Linked DNA regions of Anas platyrhynchos: region 1 is linked to region 2. A link is a contact called in public Hi-C data. All regions are on one chromosome and are shown on one strand. The core of a region is the stretch at or near the end of the contact, and the rest is flanking DNA. Distances in the headings are between cores, read along the strand shown.

Region 1 (6,457 bases), core at 1,459-3,958, 300 kb before region 2:
TTCAGGACAGTAGACCTAGAAACTGAGGCATTTGTCTGTCACAGGATTTGCCTTTGTAGCAGTCCTATAATTCTGAACTTGACATTATACATGATGTAAAAAAAGAGTCTTTCCTACAAATCCCCTTAGCTAAGTATTTCCTCCGTAGCAAATTTTAAAAAATAGCATTTGGCTTGGAGGGTTAAATAACTTGTCTGAGGGACAGACTAGCCCTTGGGGAGGACTGCAGATAGGCTGGACAGGGATAAAATCAACATCTGAATGATTCTACCCCTAATCATCAGTGATCATTAAGCCATCTGGAATGTCCTACAGATATTTTTAAAATGTGAGCACTGATGTAATTTATTGGTGGTTGTCAAGTACTGAAGTGCTTAACATTGAAGTGGAAAAATCTAAATACTAATCTATAGATTACGAGATGGTTACTTTGGGAAAAAAAAAAAAAAGTATGTGAAAGGGAACAGAATTTTGTTTTAATGATTCTTATCTCTGCTAATTATTTTCTATTTAACATGTAATATTTATAGACTGTGCAACCGTGGTGAAGGAGTAAGATAGTATTTTAGTTTATATATGCTGAATTTAATTATAACTTTAGTTGAAGTATTCAACACCTCCCACTGTAAGATTCATTTTATTATTTAAGAAGATTTTACCCATAGTGGATAACAGATTTTTGGGGAGAGAATGATTCTAGTTCACTCATTTTCAAGACTGATTTTGGAAGATTCTATGTTTTTTGTTTTTTTTTTTCAGTGAGCAATTTCTGAGCTTTGATGATGGGATACAGAATTGAGTAATGGGATTTTTTGTTTGTTTGTTTGTTTAATGTAATGATTTCATACATGAAAGAAGTCCTAATTTTTCTCACTCAGACAATTGTTCCTACTTACAAATGCTAGGCAGAATAGAATGTGGGCAAACGTATATTCTAAAAGCAACAAAAAACTTTCTGTTTTCTGCTAATAAAATAGTAACTGTGCCAGTGAAACTGCCTCCTTTCAGGTACTCCAAGTCTGAATGTCATAGGTGGCAGCTGCTTTAGCAGAATTCATGGTCCAGTTCTACCTTCATAACAAAAAAAAAATGTTTTTATAAGTATACTAATGGCAAGAGGAGGGCCAAAGAGAATCTCCATTCTTTACTGAACACAGTTGGGAACATGACTACAGAGGATAAGGAAAAGGCTGAGGTTCTTAATTTCTTCCTTGCACCTGTCTTTACTAGCCAGACCACATATCCTCAGGGTACTCAGCCTCCTGACCTGGAAGTCTGGGATGAGGAGCAGAAAAACCCCTCCAAAGCTCAGGTGCAAATAGTCAGAGTCCTGCTGCTCCACCTGGACTGCCACAAGTCCATAGGGCCAGATGACATCCACCCAAGGGTGCTGAGGAAGTTGGTGGATGTATTGCCAGGCCTCTTTCCATCATCTATCAGTGGTTGTGGTCATCCGGAGAGGTGCCAGGTGACTGAAGACTTGCTAATGTGATGCCCATCTATAAGAAGGGTCATAGGGAGGCCCCGAGGAACTACAGGCCTGTTAGCCTGACCTCAGTGCCAGGAAAGCTGATGGAACAGGTTGTCTTGAATGCAATCACACAACGTATTTGAGACCACAGGGGGATCGGGCCCAGCCAGCATGCGTTCATGAAAGGCAAGTCCTGCCTGACCAACCTCATCTCCTTCTACGACTGAGTGACCTGCCTGGGGGATGAGGGAAAGCCTGTTGACGTAGTCTACCTAGATTTCAGCAAGGCCTTTAACACGGCCTCCAACAGCATTCTCCTGGGGAAGCTGGCAGCCCATGGCTTGGACAGGTACACTCTGCTGGGTTAAAAACCAGCTGAACGGCCGGGCCCAGAGAGTGGTGGTGAACGGGGTGAAATCCAGCTGGTGACCTGTCACCAGGGGTGTTCCCCAGGGGCCAGTGTTGAGACCCATCCTCCTTAATATCTTTATTGACGACTTGGATGAGGGAATTGAGTGCACCCTCAGTTAGTTTGCAGATGATACCAAGTTCGGGGGAAGTATTGACCTGCCAGAGGGTAGGAAGGCCCTGCAGAGGGACTTGGACAGGATAGGTTGATGGGCAGAAAAATAAAATAAGTATAGATGCAATGAACACTATAGGTGCAATGACTTAAGGATATTGGATCATGCTATTGGAAAGAAACATGCTATTCTAAAAGTTATTGTGTATATATAGTACAAAACAGAAAGGATAACAAGAAAAATTGTAGTTAATATATTGTAGTTAATAACTTGTAAGGGTGGGAAGTATACAGAACATTTCCTGATGGGTAAAAGGAACATGAAGGGACTTTAAGTCATTTTTTTCTTTGTTTACGAAGTAGACTACTCGTCTTAATTTTCATAAACCACGACTAATGATTGTTCGGAAGCAAACTGATTTATGCGAATTCGTGCCTCATCTATTAAAACTAGCAACTGCACCTTGTGGTGGTGGTGGGTTGTTTTCGTTTGTTTGGTGTGTTTTGTTTTTGTTTGTTTGTTTTTCTTTTTTTTTTTTTTAATTAATTTTCTTTTTATTTTTTATTTAGTTTCCGGAACAGCGCGGGGTGCCAGAGGAGAGCAGGACTGCCTAGGAGATTCGCCCCCCCCCTCCCCTCCCCCACCGGACGCCCCCCTTCGGCCCGGCCCGGCAGCTTCAGCCTGGGGCAGGCCCCGCGGTTGCCATGGCAACGGCGGCGGGCGCACGGTGATGGCGTCACGGAGAGGCCGCGGCGCCGGGCGCCATGAGCAGGGCAGGCCCCGCGTCCCCCGGCCGCAGCGGGGCGGCCCTGCCCTTGCCCCTGCCCCTGCCCTTACCCCTGCCCCTGCCCGGCGATAGGAAGCGGGAGGCGCTGTCTGCCGGGGCCCTGCTTCAGCCTATCATCAAGGGTAGGCCCGCGGGGGTCGTGCGTTTCTTGCTGGGGCGTGGCTGGGGCTGTGGGGCAAATGCAGGATACACAAATACCGTAAATACTTGTGTTTGTGTGAGTGTGTTTCAAGTCCTTAGCCCTGGAACACAGCAGGCAGTGTTGCAGTATAGCGAGCTTTCCAGTTGTCCCTCACTGCAGGAGGCTCCCACATCTTAAGCTGTGAATTTCTGTTGAACTGCAGCCTTAAGTTCTTCTGTGTATCAATTCTTTACTGCCGTTAACTGTCAGATCTGGAAGCCATGTGCTGAGGAGGAGGCTGAAAACAGGGTGACAAGGCAGAGGGGAACGTTCACAGCGAGGTGTCTGTGGCACCTGGTCTGTTAACGCATTGTGTTTTATTTAAGTCAGTGGTTTGCTGCATAAATAGGATAGCTAACTAACAGCATTCTGCTGTTCTTTTGATTTTGTATGTTTCTGGTGAGCCCCGTGTATTTAAGTATGTTGTGCCAACATGCGTTGTGTAGCCAAGTATGGAACATGAAAGAAAAACTAACTTTTGTTAATCTTCTAGATGTCGGGGAAATCTATTCAAGACTGCTGGATCACAGACCAGTAATTCAGGGAGAAATACGATACTTTGTTAAAGAATTTGAAGTAAGTGTTTGTGTTTTACTGGGACTTCATGCAGTTTTAGCATCTTTTTAGAGCTTTGAATACATTTGTAATTTGCTTCAGAAAGATTTGGCATGCATTTCTTGCCCAGAGTGATTACTGCACCTGTAGTATGTGTTTGCATCTTTGGTAAAGAATGATAAATTTAGGACTCCACTTAATATGTATGTGCTGTTCAAAACTTTTTATTTCCTGCAAAAGACTGGTAGGAATATCAATGGAGGGGAACGATGTAGTTCTACTGTCTTAAATAAGTCTCTTAGGTTCAACAAAAATGCTGTTGGTATAGAATTGTGCATGATAAAGGAACTGGCTTGTACTTCAGACGGATTTGGCTTGCACTTGTAATTGAATTTTGCTTTACTTACCTTCATGGAACAAAAATTAATGTTTCTGTAAGAGAAAAGGATCACATTATGCTAAGTGAGAAAATCATTAAAAATTGAATGAATGTTGCCTGATTGTCTGAATAAAGCTAAAGTACTGAAGGTATAGAAGCTGTTCTAATATACGTTTGCTTCGAAGCTTAATAGTGTCCACAAGATGGCAGCAAAAACTTAGAAAAGTAGAATCTTGTGTCAACAGGCTATTTGTAAGAATATATTCTTATTCTTTAAAAAATTGGGATTTAAAATCTTAAAATTAATCCTGAAAAAATATGGTTATGCTTTAGACTTCTTTTCTGCAGAGATTTATTTTTTTTTAATAAATTACATTAATTTATTTTTTTCCTCAAGGTTGTAGCTAATATTTCAACCAGACCTAACTTCTCCCAGTACTGGTTTAGCAAAATAAGTATGTGAACTAGGCTCTCATCACGTGTGTATTGTATACGTCTGAAAGTCTCAAAGAATTTTTCTTTGACTTTCCTGAATAGGATTCACAAAATACTTTTGTATGTCTTTTCATAGGAAGGGAATTTTGAAACCCAATTACAGAATCGTAACTAAATTCACTTATTTCTCTCATTGCAACTGATGTCTTGTTCTATTTTTTCCCACAAAACTTATTTTAACAATTGTGCTAAGTAAGCAGAGTAACACTTCAGTAAACAATGGTACAATTCTTGAGATAAAAGCCATTAGTTTATCAACTGGGAAACTCTCTTATTTTAGAAAGTGTAATTTCTTGTTATTCATTCATTGTCTTTAAATTCTTCTGGTAGGAAAAACGTGGCCTCCGAGAACTACGAGTACTTGAAAATCTAAAGAGCACTATCTTTGAAGCAAATGAAAACATTCTTCCCAAGTGTGAGCAGTCAATGCATGACAATCTGAATGAAGTACTCAAGAGATGTAAGCAAGTTGTTTTTTATTTCCCTTGTTATGTCATTTTGAGGAATAATAAATAGTTTGGATTCAAAATATGATTTGTGGAAAGATTACCATCCTTAGATAAATTTTCTACCACTTTCATACTTCGTTCTCATTTCTCTGAAAATTTAAAAGGAAAAATAACAGGGACATTTTTTGCTATGTATTGGTCCTAGCCAACTAAAATTACATTAAAGTTTTTGGCTGACTTCAGTCAAAGCTATTTCAGGCCAAACTTACACTATTCACTTAAAACCAGGATGGTATTTGCTCCATGTTGTCTAAAGCCGTAGACAGAATCTCAAGTTTCTGGTGTTTTTTGTTTGTTTGTTTGTTTTTTTTTTTAGAAACATGCTGTGATGTGACCTTCGAGTTTCTTGATTTTTACATGGGAAAGCATAATACTGGCTCCTCCCACAATTTAAAACAAATCTTGCTGGCATGTAAATACGATATATGAAATGTGCTGTTATCTTTAGTTGCAAATGTGGTAGTTGTAATAATTCTTGTATGCTAATCCTAGTTTCAAAGTTATAAGTATTTAATAAACTTTTTATTGCTTACATTTTTAGAAGGAAGTTTAAAATTTGTTGTAATAAAATTTCAGCATTTTTTTCTTGATCATTCAGCTTCTGAACAAGATACTCTAAGGGACTGTGGCCATAAAGCTTTAACTACCAAATTTATGCTGTTGAAAGTTATCAGTGTGGCTATTTCATTTTATGTGTAGCACTTTGTAAACGTTTAATTTCATATAGCTTACTTGTGCAGCATCTGGAATATGTAGAATAACAAGCGGTAATGGTGCTATACACATAACAAGGTTGCAGGAAAATATTTCAAAGCTATCATTTAGACATGTACATAAGGCATATGTTCTAATACCTTCAGAAAGGAACGAACTGTTGATATTACTCCCTGACTCTCCGATGTATATCTGCACAATACATCGTTCATAGTAAGGAATGACAGATGGGAGTATATGGAATCACAGATTGGTTGAGGTTGCAGGGGACCTCTGGAGGTCATTTTGTCCAACCTCCCTGCTCAAGCAGGTTGTTCAGAGCTGTGGCCAGCTGGGTTTTGCATATCTCTACAGATGGAGACTCCACAACCTCCCTGGGCAAGCTATTCCAGTGTTCAACCACCCTCCCAGGAAAAAAGTGCTTTCTTGTGTTTCTACAGAGAATCTCATGTGTTTCTACAGGGAAGATTCTGTCTTCCTCATCTTCATTCCCTACCATCAGATATTTATTCACATTTATAAGATCTCCACTGAGCCTCCTTTTCTTCAGGCTGGTCATTCCCAGCTCTTCCAGCCTGTTCTCAAGAGAGGTGCTTCAGTCTCTTAATCATCGTTTTGGCCCTGCATGAGACTTGCTCCAATAAGTCTGTTCCTTCCTTGCTTTTCCTTGCTCTTCCTTGCTTTTCCAGAAGCAGACAGTAGCACACCACTGGCCTCACCAGTGCCAAGCAGAGGTGAAGGATCACCTCCCTTGCCCGGCTGGCAGTGCTTTTCCTAATGGAGTCCAGGATGTTGGCCCTCAGTGGGTGTTGGTGCCTGGTGTTATTCCAACACAGATGCAA
Region 2 (6,616 bases), core at 1,159-3,658:
ACAAATCCTTCTTCAGCCCTGTCACAGTCTGGTAGAGAATCTACACCCAGAGACACAGAACGAAAATGTTATCAAACTGCAAATCTTAAATCTTTGCACATGGAAAAGACGAGTACCTCATAAAAGACAGTAATTTTAGCATTAGTACTAACCAAAGAATTTTAAATACAACACTAGATTCAGCATTCCATGCCTTGATACCAAAGCTTCCATTTTTCTTTGTTGCTACCAGTTTTTATTAAGAAAAATTCCTATTTCCTCCCTTTTTTTCCCTGTAGCACCTCTGGATTATCTACTCACATTATCTTGCTGAACACTCAATGCCATATCCTCTTCTTTCAGTTTCATCATTATATCCACATCTCTCTCATAGTTTTTAACATCAGTCAATGTGCGAGGTATGTAAGCCTTCTTAAACACCTACCAAAGAGAAAGGAAACACATACTCATTTGCATATAATTTCATGATATTCTTCCATCCTAATTACACATCCTTAAGAGAACGACCATGAGAGATTTCATGGCTCAGAGAAACTAAAAACGAACATAGCATTCACACTACCATTTGTACTGCAGAGTATCTTTTTTTTTCCTGGAGCAGGCTCTAAATACACAACCCACAGGTTGTTGATAGCTCATCACTAATAAGGCTCCTACATTAGTATCACTGCTAGCAGCCAATTTAGGGACTTCACCAGTCTCTCCAACTTCCTCTTTACTGATTTGAATTTTTTATTCTGAAGTTTTCATTGTTATGTTTACAATGCTTCAAGGGACAGCTCCATTAAAACAAGCTGTTACAACTTAATCTCTTTATATAAAAATTCCTCTTCAACCTACACTCCAACTCAAAAAGGGTTTCACAGTACCATACTGGTGCAGGAACCTAACTGCAGTATCAACAACATACTTAAAATTTATCAGGCAATCTTTTTGAAACAGTCCTCCAGCAAGATTAAGTCTCTACCAGATCAGACACAAGTGTTTTACTTCTCTTTTCCACAGTATCAGCTCAATCCCAGAAACAAATTCAGTACCCTTTATGATCCTAAGTACTAGACGAAGTGCTGCATGGACAGCAGAGACTGTCTCCACAGAACTTGCTCTTAATCAGCTGTATTTTTTCACAAGGGAAGTTACAGAAACTAGCCTGAGGTAATGTGAGAAGTGAGAGAGGTAAACATAACTTTGATGCTACTTAACCACTTCACATTCTCTAACTGGACAGTACCTTGATGAAAGGACTAATTTGTTTGCAAAGGATTATTCCTTTGCAAACAAATTATTTCTTGCAAAAGATTGACTTGCAACAAGAAAAACAGCATCTGACTCTACAGTTCAAAAGGATTTGTATGCTCAAGATATCTTTGGAAACAAAAATCTTTCATTGGTCAATATTGAGCCAGCAGCAATCACTAAAACCTACAGCTCCAAGAGAAAAAGAAAAGTCTTTGATGAATTTATTTTTATCCAAATAAAATTTCTTCCAAGGATAAACACTGGGTGAACTAGTACAAATAGGTTCTCATTGATACAAATTCTGCACCAGTTTTTTGTTGCTGTTCACGTTTTTTTTATTATTATTAATTAATTTAACTCTTCTGTAACAGAGAGATAAGATTGAAAAATCAAATAAAGACTGTTTTATCTTTGCATCAAGCCTTCCCAGGTCATTAGCCATTTTCATTATGCAACAGAACAGACTTGAGGTGGTTCTTCTTACATGTAAAAGCAAGGGAGAGAAACAGTTATTTGGAAGATTGAATGAATGAGACTGGGAACAAAGGCACGTGTGCAATTTCACGAATGCATCCATCTGAATATCATGTGTATCCTCCTGTTTCTAGATCACCACTTGAAAAAAATCACTGTGACAATTAGAACTCCACTCTTATCGTTGTTGTTGTTAACTGAAGTTGAACTGAAGATACATCAAGGGACCTAGCTGCAAGCAAACATACTGGTTTAGGTAATTGAGTATTAGCTGTTTAACACCTGGTCAATGTCACTTGCTTTTACCCACGGCATCCTTCAATACTTCACTTACTGCTAGTGCAGGACATAGCAATATCACTATGTTTTATTTATCAACTGTGCATTTTGCCAAACAGAACAGTTTTCATTGTTCAGAAGAGGAAAGATTAATTTTAATTTCATAGCAGGAACAAAAATCCTCACTTACTTCCTCATCCACTTTATCTTGACTGGATCTTTCCTCCTCTGTTCTTTTTGATGCTATTTCCATTGCCTGAAGAAATATAAAACAATACAAAGTTATCACTGTTTAGAATCGCATCATTTAATCCAACTAACCATTCCCATCTGTATTTCTCCCTGTACTCCCCACTCTCACTCACAAAACGCTCCAGCCCTCCTTATGGCAATGCCTTGAGCGACCCCTAACGGTAACCAGCGTTTCCGCAAAGCACAAGCACAGATCTGCTTTGAGAACAGGAGGAAGTCACACTCACTGTTACTTCTAGACCAAATTATAACAGGTCTAGCTTTACTGTAATACATAACTGATACATTTACTGTAATACATAACAGGGCAATACAGTGAGCAAAACCCAGTCTTGGAATCGGCTGTTTTCACTGTCACACACAGAGTAAGCCAGAGGAACACAAAGTGAAAGAAGTAAAAGAAGTGAAAGCCATAAAGCACAGCTCTACTTCTCTCAACTTCCAGTATGATTGAAAGTACACAGCATCTGGAAATCCTCATGCCATAGTGCTATCTGGACAACACTCAGCCTCATGGTCTTGACTAGGAACATGGCCAGGAACAATACCTCATATCCACTCTGATCATGACACATGTGGTCCTTCCCCATTTACCAGCCCCTCTTTTTTTTTTTTTTTTTTTTTTTTTTTTTTTAATTTCCCTCCTTCTCTTTCAATAAGGATTTGACTGGGAGCAGAGGACTGACAGCTACAGACAAAAATGCATGGGTGCTTCCAGCGACACCAAGCATTTTACCTCCTCCTAGAATAAGGATGTCCTACCAGCCATAATATTTGGCTAGTGAGACTGCATACTTTGGAGTAATATTGCTCTGAGTCACTCCCTTCCTCCCTCAGCCCACCCTAATTGAAGTCTGCAGGGTTAAGTCTTAACTCCCAACTCCATTCTCTGTATCAGCATGGGTATATTTCTGCAGAACTAAGTAACCTTTTCTTTCCTTTTAATAAAGGAAACAAAAGCTTTAAAGCACACAGATTTTAATGCAAATAGCACCTCAGACAGATGTTTGAGTTTTCATGCTTAGTCTTTTTCAGAAAACATAAAGTAAAGATATGTTCATCCTGTAACAGTATAAATGAAAAAGACCCCTATGCATTTTTGAAGCACTGGCATAATGCAATGTAATGTACCAGTCCACTTCAACAGTAGTATGTAGAGCAAACAAGACGGAGTTTGAACTAGATCTGAGTTTATTGTTCAAATCTACCTACATAAGCAACAAGTCCATGTGATCTTACCTTTGCCAGATAGTCATCAAGGTTCTCACTTGTGATAGAAGGATCGGTAATAAACTCAAACAGCTCCCTCACAGTCATCACTGCAACATTGTGCTTCTGGAAAAAGCCTATCAGAAATCAAGGGCAGAGACAAGAGACTTTAAATAATGATGTGTAACACATGCAACTGTGATGTTAAGTGACAATTGCAGCAACATAGCAGCATATATTGTTCTGGCTTTAGATATCAGATGACCTTTGGCGACCTGAAATAAAATTGTTCACCTTCCCAGTGCAACAAATACTGAAAAAAGAATAAAACTGAATAAATATAAGTCAAATCATCTTCAGCAGGAGCCATACTGAATGGAGAAGGGGCTAAGAAAGATGAAGTAAACAATTTAAGACAGGTGTAATAATTGCAATGGTTGAGATGAAAAATCTTTTCAAAAAAATAAGGAGTGCAGATCTCAAACTTTTGTCAAACTGAAATATCTACTGAAACACTGCAGCCTAGTTACGATCCACTGAAATGGAAAGAAACATGGGACACACTAACATATCATTATTTTCCTCACTTACTATATTCAGAATTGGTTTCTTGAGTCAAGTATAACTAATTTTGGAGGTTGCGCTTCTGTATTGGAAAACAGCAGTGAAACACACAAAGGACTGCTTAGTAAGTGTTTCCCTGCTAATGTTCTCATAAGATCTCTCACCCATGAGAGATCAATCATAGAAAGAACAAAAAAAATAAGTAGCAGCACTCTGTGCCCGTGGAGCCACAAATCTTTGCAATGCTCACAGCTAAGGCAGAGCATAAAGTAAGGCATTTCTTAGTCATTGTAGGAGGACTACACAGCAGTAGCAGAAAACAAAGCAGAAAAAAAATCAGAAAACACTGCAAGTCACCGAGGCACTGGCATTTAGATAGGGCAAGCCATAACACATGCAAAAAAAAAAAAACAAGGTTGCAAATATCTGAGCCAGAAGGGATCAATCAGAAATCCATGAACAGAAAAGAAATAAGGAATAACAAACATACTGGGTATCAAACACAGCATCAAAATGTATATATTCTTTTCCACAAACTTTCAGAAGTCTCTGTAAAATTTGAAAAATCATTTGGAAAAGAAAAGGGAGGGGTTGGAAAGCAGCCTGCACCAAGACATTTTTTGTTCTCAGGGAGAAAGGCAGCCTACCAGAAAACATTTGTCTCTTACATAACATACGCACTCACTCATAACGACCAAATTTTTAAGAGAAAAATACCATGAAGGTATGCTGTTTTATCAGAATACTATGACAAGTCTACAATCTCTAATAAATTACTCTATGCCTTGATCTTCTAAGTGGACCTAGATAAATAAATACAAGGAACTCTGTGAAACACAGTAACTTCTTTCAAATTGAAGAATTCCAGATGTGGATTACACTCACAGAAGGACAGATCGGTCTGTCTGAACAGTCCTTCAAGTAAGGAAAGCTAAGGCTGGGGGAGGCGCTGCTGCAAACTGGGACTCTGACCTCTACCTTCTATTGTAAATCTGAGATTCAGCCAGGTGACTCATTTCATCCAGACAATTTCTAGCAAAATAGGCTACACTGTCTTCTGAACTCAGCACAGAACTCAGTTCCCCAAGGAACTTTGGAGAACCTAGGAAAGGGAGCATTTAACTGGTTTGACAGCCTCTATAACCAGAGTTATAACTCAAAGACAATTCACCTTCCTGAAAAAGACGAACAAGACCCCTACAAGGCCTACGAACAAGAGTGCAGCCCACTCACCATTAACATTGGCACAGTCCTTTCGCAGAAACTCCAGTGCATGTGGATGGTCATGCTCCACTGCCTGAGACACGTCAATGATGTGCACGTCCCCGCTGTGGTACCTGGGGACAAACACACCAGGCTGCGTGAGTCCACCAATGTTACGCAGGAGAGGGGCAGGGGGACAAAGCGTGCTTCAAACTTAAGAACCCACAAACAAACTTAATGAATTTCTCTAGAATACATCTCACATATTAAAGCCAGAGGTTTTTTGTTTTGTTTTGTTTTTTTGGTAAATTCTTTCCCTCCTTTATCCAACCTGTACTATTAAACCCTAAAGGAATAGTCTCCTCAAGAACACACAAAACAGTCTTATGGGTGAGGAGAGGAAAAAAAAAAAAAAGTACGTATCTGTATGTCCCTCACTAATGCTTCCACTAGTTGATAATTTGTTGTTCTGGTATTTTTTTTTTAAACATAGATCTCAGATCTAGGTTAAAAGCTACATAATTAATTAGATAAATTGAGAAACGGTCACAAAAAGGACCCACCCACCCTTAAAGGTAGATTAGTACACTTAAACTGATACACAGCAGTTGCCAGCACATACATTTCAAATGTCACAATCCAGAACAAAGTTTAAAAACATACAGCATATTAAATTCACTGAGATCTGCATGAACAAGTCTGGCATCTTGGTACATTCTTCTCATGTACTGGATGATTTGCAGGTACAGCTCCCGGACTTTCGAGTCAGATAATTGAGCATTCTTCAGCAGAGGAGCAGGCCTTAAAGTTACAACACAAGTAACAGAAAGTGAGTACTTTTTTCCTTGTTCGTAACTGCTATACCCAATCCTTCAACTCAGTGCATTTAGAAAGTCAGCATGAGCAGCTAAGTACATGGAGCCAGCATGTAAGGCAGGAAAACTTGTGTTATATTGCCAAAGTTACTGGAGCTGTTTCCAAAACGAGCTAAGAAGCTGAGACAGGTTACATTAACATTTGTACTACAAAATAATGAACTACAAATACTATTAGGAAGCCTTTCTAGCCATACTCTCTCACTAAGTCATTTTCTGGATTCATTTTGCACACAGCTGATGTTTCAGAATCATGCAGACTGTCTGCAGCAGTAGCTGGCAAATATCTGGGTATTCTACGGGTCACATACACAGGTAGGAGTAACAAGTTAATTTCAGAGGCCTAAATTAATAGGTAAATAGTAGGTAAATACAGAGGGTTTGTTTGTTTTTAATAAACCTTTGTGGAAAGCTACTAATAAAGAGAATCATTTTGATTTTCTGTGGATACATACCTATCACCTTTACCAATAAAGCCCATGACAAGCACATGACTTCTTAGCATAATTGGCTCTGGGCAA

Evidence for each region. Hi-C and Micro-C count contacts between places; a contact is called where the count stands out from the background.
Region 1: a Hi-C map of subcutaneous adipose tissue shows a contact between it and region 2, with 2.6 times the contacts expected there. The contact joins the promoter of BLOC1S5 here to the enhancer-like site in region 2. A contact is called at or near these places in 3 of 8 Hi-C or Micro-C datasets (liver, skeletal muscle and subcutaneous adipose tissue).

The regions. Positions count from the first base shown.
Region 1 is chr2:90,362,256-90,368,712 of IASCAAS_PekinDuck_T2T, reverse strand. It overlaps BLOC1S5 (biogenesis of lysosomal organelles complex 1 subunit 5), which reads left to right and starts at 2,708. Exons shown (of 5, transcript XM_027451600.3): 1 at 2,708-2,904; 2 at 3,457-3,539; 3 at 4,723-4,852. The coding sequence starts at 2,760.
Region 2 is chr2:90,060,138-90,066,753 of IASCAAS_PekinDuck_T2T, reverse strand. RIOK1 (RIO kinase 1) reads right to left here. Exons shown (of 17, transcript XM_038175152.2): 9 at 6,551-6,616; 10 at 5,884-6,021; 11 at 5,251-5,354; 12 at 3,484-3,590; 13 at 2,183-2,248; 14 at 301-420; 15 at 1-40. Among named protein-coding and RNA genes, the nearest start is that of RIOK1, 9.9 kb to the right of the region's middle. Within about 2 kb of position 2,408, at least 1 of the 8 cell types and tissues checked has an H3K27ac peak or open chromatin away from gene starts, as enhancers often do. A contact at or near this core is called in subcutaneous adipose tissue, where this site is marked.